2 separate regions of the Mus musculus genome follow, and region 2 is linked to region 1. The links are chromatin contacts, called in public promoter capture Hi-C maps. All regions are on one chromosome and are shown on one strand. The core of a region is the stretch at or near the end of the contact, and the rest is flanking DNA. Distances in the headings are between cores, read along the strand shown.

The links. Promoter capture Hi-C pulls out the DNA fragments that hold promoters and counts their contacts.
Region 2: a contact with region 1 is called in a promoter capture Hi-C map of hippocampal neurons, with 2.5 times the contacts expected there. The contact joins the enhancer-like site here to the promoter of Abca8a in region 1. A contact is called at or near these places in 8 of 39 promoter capture datasets (the 3T3-L1 cell line, cranial neural crest, frontonasal cranial neural crest and 4 more).

Annotation. Positions count from the first base shown.
Region 1 is chr11:110,094,047-110,097,339 of GRCm38.p6, reverse strand. Abca8a (ATP-binding cassette, sub-family A (ABC1), member 8a) reads left to right here and starts at 1,403. Exons shown (of 39, transcript NM_153145.4): 1 at 1,403-1,477.
Region 2 is chr11:111,521,235-111,524,316 of GRCm38.p6, reverse strand. No RefSeq gene overlaps it. Among named protein-coding and RNA genes, the nearest start is that of Gm30158, 10 kb to the right of the region's middle. Within about 2 kb of position 1,431, at least 37 of the 459 cell types and tissues checked have an H3K27ac peak or open chromatin away from gene starts, as enhancers often do. A contact at or near this core is called in hippocampal neurons, where this site is marked.

The sequences.
Region 1 (3,293 bases), core at 154-2,653:
AAATGCATTTGCTTGGTTTATGAATTAAAAATTGATGGGTTAGGTTGTATAATCTTGGAGACTACAGAGAATGTTATCTGAAGTCATAAGTAGTTTTTGAAGACTCGTATTTTCAAAGTTCACTGACACACAGAAACTAATTTTTGGTTTTTTTTTTCTTTCTTTCTAGCTATGAAAACGAAAAAGAATTTTCTAAATATTAGCTGGGCAGTGGCTCACGCTTCCCTTCTTACTAAAATCTCTCTATTAAGCTGTGACTTGTCTAACTCGGGTCCTTTTAGGCTGCCTTACTTTTGGTTTTCAATCTCCTATACGTAGCTGAATGTTGTTCTGAGTGAATGTTGTTCTGAGCCATACTTCCCAAGACCCATAACGTTAGCATTTCTTCTAGGCTACAGTTACCAGGTGTGCCTGACTCACTGTAAAAGGGGCTGCTCAACCCCTCCTCACTCACTTCTCTTGCTCTCTTGCTCTCTTATCCTCTTTCCCCTTTGACCCTTCTCTCGCCATTCCCTGTGCTCATGGCCTCTACTCCTCTCTCTCTCTCTCTCTCTCTCTCTCTCTCTCTCTCTCTCTCTCTCTCTCTCTCTCTCTGTCTTTCTCTATCTCTACTCCCTCAACTCCCCCTCCCCATGCCATGAATAAACTCTATTCTATACTATACTATAACTGGTACCTCAGGGGGAAGGGATGCCTCAGCATGGGCCCCCAGAGGCATCCCCTTCCCCGACACCATATCGCACCTCTACCAAACATACCCTTCGCTGCTGCTTCTTCTTCTTCTTCTTCTTCTTCTTCTTCTTCTTCTTCTTCTTCTTCTTCTTCTTCTTCTTCTTCTTCTTTTTTATAAAACACAACACATAATGTTGAGCACATTTTAAAGATGGAGTCTATTGACTGATTCTGGCCAGAGCAGGAACTGAGGAAATGGACAGGATGGAAGATATGATATAGGAAAAAAATCAAGATATTGCTTTCTAGGCTGTTTGAAACATAATTAGAATATCTGCCTCAACATGGCAGAATAAGTCCAGAGCTCAGAGCCTTTTAAGGGACAATATTTTATTTTATTTTATTTTATTTTATTTTATTTTTTGAAATCTGTCAATTTCTTTTGGGGGAGGGCCCAGAAAAGTTACAAATTTGGACTCCCTCGGCAACACAGATTTTTCTGACACTATAATTAGTCAAATGAGTAGGGTTGGCAATTCTCTGCTGTGGGAACTGGCTGGAAGTCAATAAAAAAGAGATTTGTTCGAGAATGGTCACGTGAATACAGTGCTCAGCAGGCCAAGAAAATTACAACCACAATCTTCCTCCAAAAGCAGTCAGGCTGACTGGGAATGCTCAAAACAGGCAAACAGAATGAAAGCAATACAGATGTGATAGAGACCGGGGAGAAGTAGAACCCATTCTCTTGGAGTGGGGAAACAGAGGTAAGCCAAGACTCAGGATACTTTCTTCGGACATTCCAAATGTAAGTTCCTTTTTGCTTCTGTTTGGTTTGTATTACGTAACTATAAGTGAGATTTCATTTACTCAATGAGAACTTTTTAGGGAGAAGTTATTATTTATTTTTCTGCACAGAGTTTTAGTGTTTCTGGGTTTATTTTCCTGTGGTCTGCAAGGGGAAGTTGTGGGTAGTTTTAAAGACATTGTCATATTTTCTAGTTTTAAGTAAAGATGTGGGAATGTGCCTGTAATGTGTTAGTAATGGTGAGAAATGTAAGCAGGTCTTCTGGAAGCATTTTCTGTGTGAATATGAATGTGAATCTGCTGCCCAGCTGCAGTTAGACACACACATGTGCATGAACTGTACAGTAACTGGCAGGCATTTCCAATACACTTTCTCTCTAATCCTGAGAAGTCTTTAGTATGGCATTTAGAGAAATGCTTTTATGTCTCAGCCTGTTATTCTCAGACTTACAGGTTGTTTGTCTATTTGTTGGTTTTGTTTTGTTTTGTTTTGTTTTGTTTTTAACATAAGATTCTTTCCTGCACGTTTTTATTTGTTGGGTATGATGTATTGAATCATACTGAGGCATGTGCCACTTCACTACAATGGCATTACTTCAAATGTCATACCCTTTGCTGTCGGCAGGAGTTTGCAGTAAACAGGGTTTTGTTGATTGGCACAGAGTCAATAACATTCACTCACGCTGAAGCAAAGCCTTCAGTTTTACTTGTACATGAGCTAGCATGGATCTAGGAACCAGAGAAGGAAGGAAAAGCAAACAAGAGGGACGTTTTACCGAGCTTATTTATGCTGCATGGCTGATTTGCAGTGGAACTCTGAGATAGAGAGTTAGTCTTAGTTCTGGCTACAAAGGGCTGTGGCTGCTCCCTTGACTGGTTCAAGTTATCCCATCTCTCTAAGAATGTTCCCGTTGCCCGGAGCAATTCTTGGGGCTTCTGGACACCCTGACTTAAAACATTTATTTATTTATTTATTTATTTATTTATTTATTTATTTATTTATTTGTTTTTGCTAATACTACATTCTTCTCCATTTGTCAGCCCAAAAGGCTTTCTGATATCTTTTCTCCACCCTTTTGTACGAAGACTTGCCTCTGAGCCTTATTATATAACCATGTGTTGTTTTCTTCTCTGGAAATAAGCTGTGAGTGGCTACTGTGCAACTACTGCCCAATGGGACTGTCCCATCAACTCTACACCTGAATTTTTATCCTGGGAAATAGGCATTTCTCTGTTTGAACTTGTCTCATGACTGGGATGATAGCATCATGCAGGGAAACTTCTATTCTCTATCTGTATGGCAATATCCCAATATCCCATCACAACATGGTCGACCAGTTTTAGGCAACATGTTGGTAAAAAGGTTATTTCTACCAATTATTAAGACATAAGAGCCAGTTGGCACAGACCATCATAGGACACCACAGTGGAGTCAATGGCCATGGCAAGCCTCCCAGAAAAGTGATTTCTCGCTAAAGTGACTTGATTGTGTAATTCAGTCTAAGCAAGCCCTTTCCTTCCACAGTTTAAAGTCTTAATGAACTTAATGAAGAGTTACCCTGCTTTGTTTTCTTTTATGTGCAGCTTCCAGAGAGGCTGGAGAACTCGAATAGTGTGTGATTTCTTGGTGGAGGTATGGGAAGAGGTTAAATTTAACTATGCTCTGAAACTTCTCTTTTCAGGGAATGTTCTGCTAGAGTAAAATATCTCTATGAATCCCCACATTGTGACCGTTAACTTCATGTGCCTGCTTGGCTGAACTATGGGACCCAGCTATTTGGCCAAATGCTCGTTTAGATGTTGCTGTGAAAGTATTT
Region 2 (3,082 bases), core at 182-2,681, 1.4 Mb before region 1:
TTCTTGGGCATTTCTTTTTTCCACATATCAGATAACCAGTAATTCTGAAATCTACCACAGAGATGGAACACAATCATACTTCAGCTTCTTTTCATTCTTTCTTTTACTTAAAAAAAAACCCTTTTAACAGAATGAAAACTCTTTTAATTTTTTTATTTTACTTCTAAATAATCAATTAGAGGAGGAAATCCAGGGATTTAGAATCATGAGTGAACTGTTCTCTCACTTTGTAAATCGGCTTTGCAAAACACAGTAGATCAGAGAATTCATGATAATTATACATGGTAACTTATTAAAACTAGAATTATAGAAAATAAATGGCACCAAGCTAACAAAAGACACTGACACGTTACAAGATGCCGCTGAGCAAAAGAAAGGAAATGTTTTGTGTGCAAGTACCTGAATGTCACTTTTGGCTCTCACAAGTATGGGTTTCAATTTTCAACTTTTGTTGGGTCCCCACAAATCATGGCTCCTGCCCCAGTATTTGTTTAATAAAATTTATTATTTGTACATGAGATGAGAGTCTCTTAGAATCCACATCCCATAAGGGAGTTCCGGTAGGATAGCAGTGGCTTATTTCAGGTGGACCAGAACACCCAAAACAAATGAAAGCACGTCTAATTGGTTTGGCCAACAGGTGGCGCCATTGTGCTGGGGGGGAAAGCATGCCCTCCCTTATGGGAAGTTGTAGGCAATATTCTGGGTGTGGAGATCTCGGGGCTCAATAGACGATCGATCAATCTCCTTTTTGTCCACTTATGTAGGAGCATTAATGCAAGACGAACGACAGCACCTCCCACAGCTCTCAATTCTGTTTATTCTGTTTCCCTTTTACATGAAAGTTTGACTTTACTGGTCTTATTTCTAACCCATGTTTTGTGAATCGTGGTTCAAATTACGGTTGCTACTAATATAATGCATTTCTTCTTTCTGTGTTAAAGAGAGACCAGAGCGTCTTTATTATCATTTCTGTTTTGGCAATGCTAGACAAGCGATGGTTGACTGAAATGTCATAGACTTTGGGGAGAAATAGAAATTATGCAAAAGCATAACGCAGTGACTTTTATTCTTTGCGGTTAGTGGTCTATTTTATTGCTTCGTCCCGAAATAAAAGCCGTCCAATTAAAAATATAATTACTTTTCTGGTAGTGTGTTTAAAACGAAAGATCTGACAGGATGGTATTTAAATATGCATCCTAGCTTTTGTAGCAGACGATGAAACCAAAGACTGCTTCTCTCTGTTCATTAAAAATTCACCCTTTTTTTCCTTCAGAGCAAGTCTGTTGACTGTTATCTTCTGCCCCGTCCCTCACCCTCCCCAGGGCAGTTTAATTTCGGGATATTGCTCTTCTTTGTATTCCTCCCACGCTGTTGTGAAGTGTTGCTATGAGGCAGAGGAGCAGCTGCTATGCCTGTCCCCAGCAGTGGCTGGATTCCAACAGTGGGCACAGGCAGTTATGTAAAGATTAGCTTTCAAGGTTTCCTGGGAAACTAGTGATACTGGTCCAGTCAGATTGGACACAGAAAACGAGAAGATTAAGTTTAACTTTGGACAAACGAACTGCGAGTGGTCAGTCCTGCGGGGGTGGGGTGGGGGGGGGGTGGGGGGGGTGCGACTCTGCAAGCTCAATCCACAGTAGTCGGCTTCACCTTTATTTTGAAAGCATATAATATATTCATATTGGAGAAACATTGAAATTATCCAGGCGACAAAGATAGTCGTGTTGAAATGAAGTTTACCGCCTTATTCACTTGCCCAGGGTCGTTACCTAAAATGATTTTGTTGATTAACAAGATACTAAACTTTCCCTCACTACGCACAAAAAAGCAAAACCGAGTAGAAGCTGCAGTTGTTTGATGAATTCAACATGCAAAACACTAAGCTAGGCAAGGTCAAAGTTCACCTCGTAATTTGCTCATTCCATTTCGCTGGAGTATCGAGTAAAGTTACACTTGGTTCTGTGTCAGATTTTGAAAAAAACAGAAAAATCCATGCAGTATGTCTCATGGAAGCCCCATAGGTTAGGAAAAGAAACGAGAGACATTGAAAGCCTGATGTGGCCCGATGATCCATCCGTGGATGTCTGAAGGCCACTGGGGGACTCTTCTTTTAATTAGCACCCTCTGTGGAAAATTCTAGAATGCCTACTCTAGTAGAACAACTATTGCTAAATGCTGGAGAAAAGTCACTTGGAGTCTCAGTTTTAAAAATGCCTGTCTAGATGATACAAACAGAAACTTCTGAATGGTTGGTTGGATTGCTATATTTTGGCCAATAACTCACAGTCCAAAATGCAATTAGTTAAGACATCAGTCCAACCTGAAAGAGCTTCAGTATAAAGAAGTAGACAGACTGGTAATAAAGAAAGGAAGATCATTCTATTGCAGAAATTCACAAATATTACAAATTAGTAATTTGCTGCGGACTGACCTCAGTCGGGCTCCCCTCAATCCGTGCTCCGGAACTCGGAGTTCCAGACAGGTGGGCAATGGAGTTGGCGAGAAATGACAAACAAATACAGACCCAGAGAGAGTGTGTATCTGAATGTAATTTGTCTCAAAGTGAGCACCAGTCTTATAAGTGACTTTTTCACAAAACAGAGGAATGCATACAAAAAGCTAACATGAACCAAGTGGGATAAAAATCAATGTTAACAACTGGGATCGAAAGCAACCCCATCTAAGGTCAGCTTAATCTTAGAAGTCAGGGACAAGGGCTTCATGCCCTTGCCATAGTTCCAATTCTAGTCTATTGTATAGTCCACCTTCCCCCTAGGGCATTGTAAATTCCTGTGTAGGAGTGTAACTCAGCTATCTATAGTTCTAAGTATCTACTCTGGTTCCTCCTTAGACCACAACCTTCCTTCTTCCTAGAATTTCCATATGTAAATTCTTGCATATGGGAGTAGCTTGGCTATTATTCTAAGTGATTGTGTGTGTGGGGGGGGGGTACTTTCTACTAATAAGTAATGTAGTCTGCCATACTTGACTGTAATGAAGATTCTAAGTATACTTTGCTAAGCTTGCCCATACTGTAAGAGAGTATGCAAGACCCTCCATACTATCTCAGGGACAAATC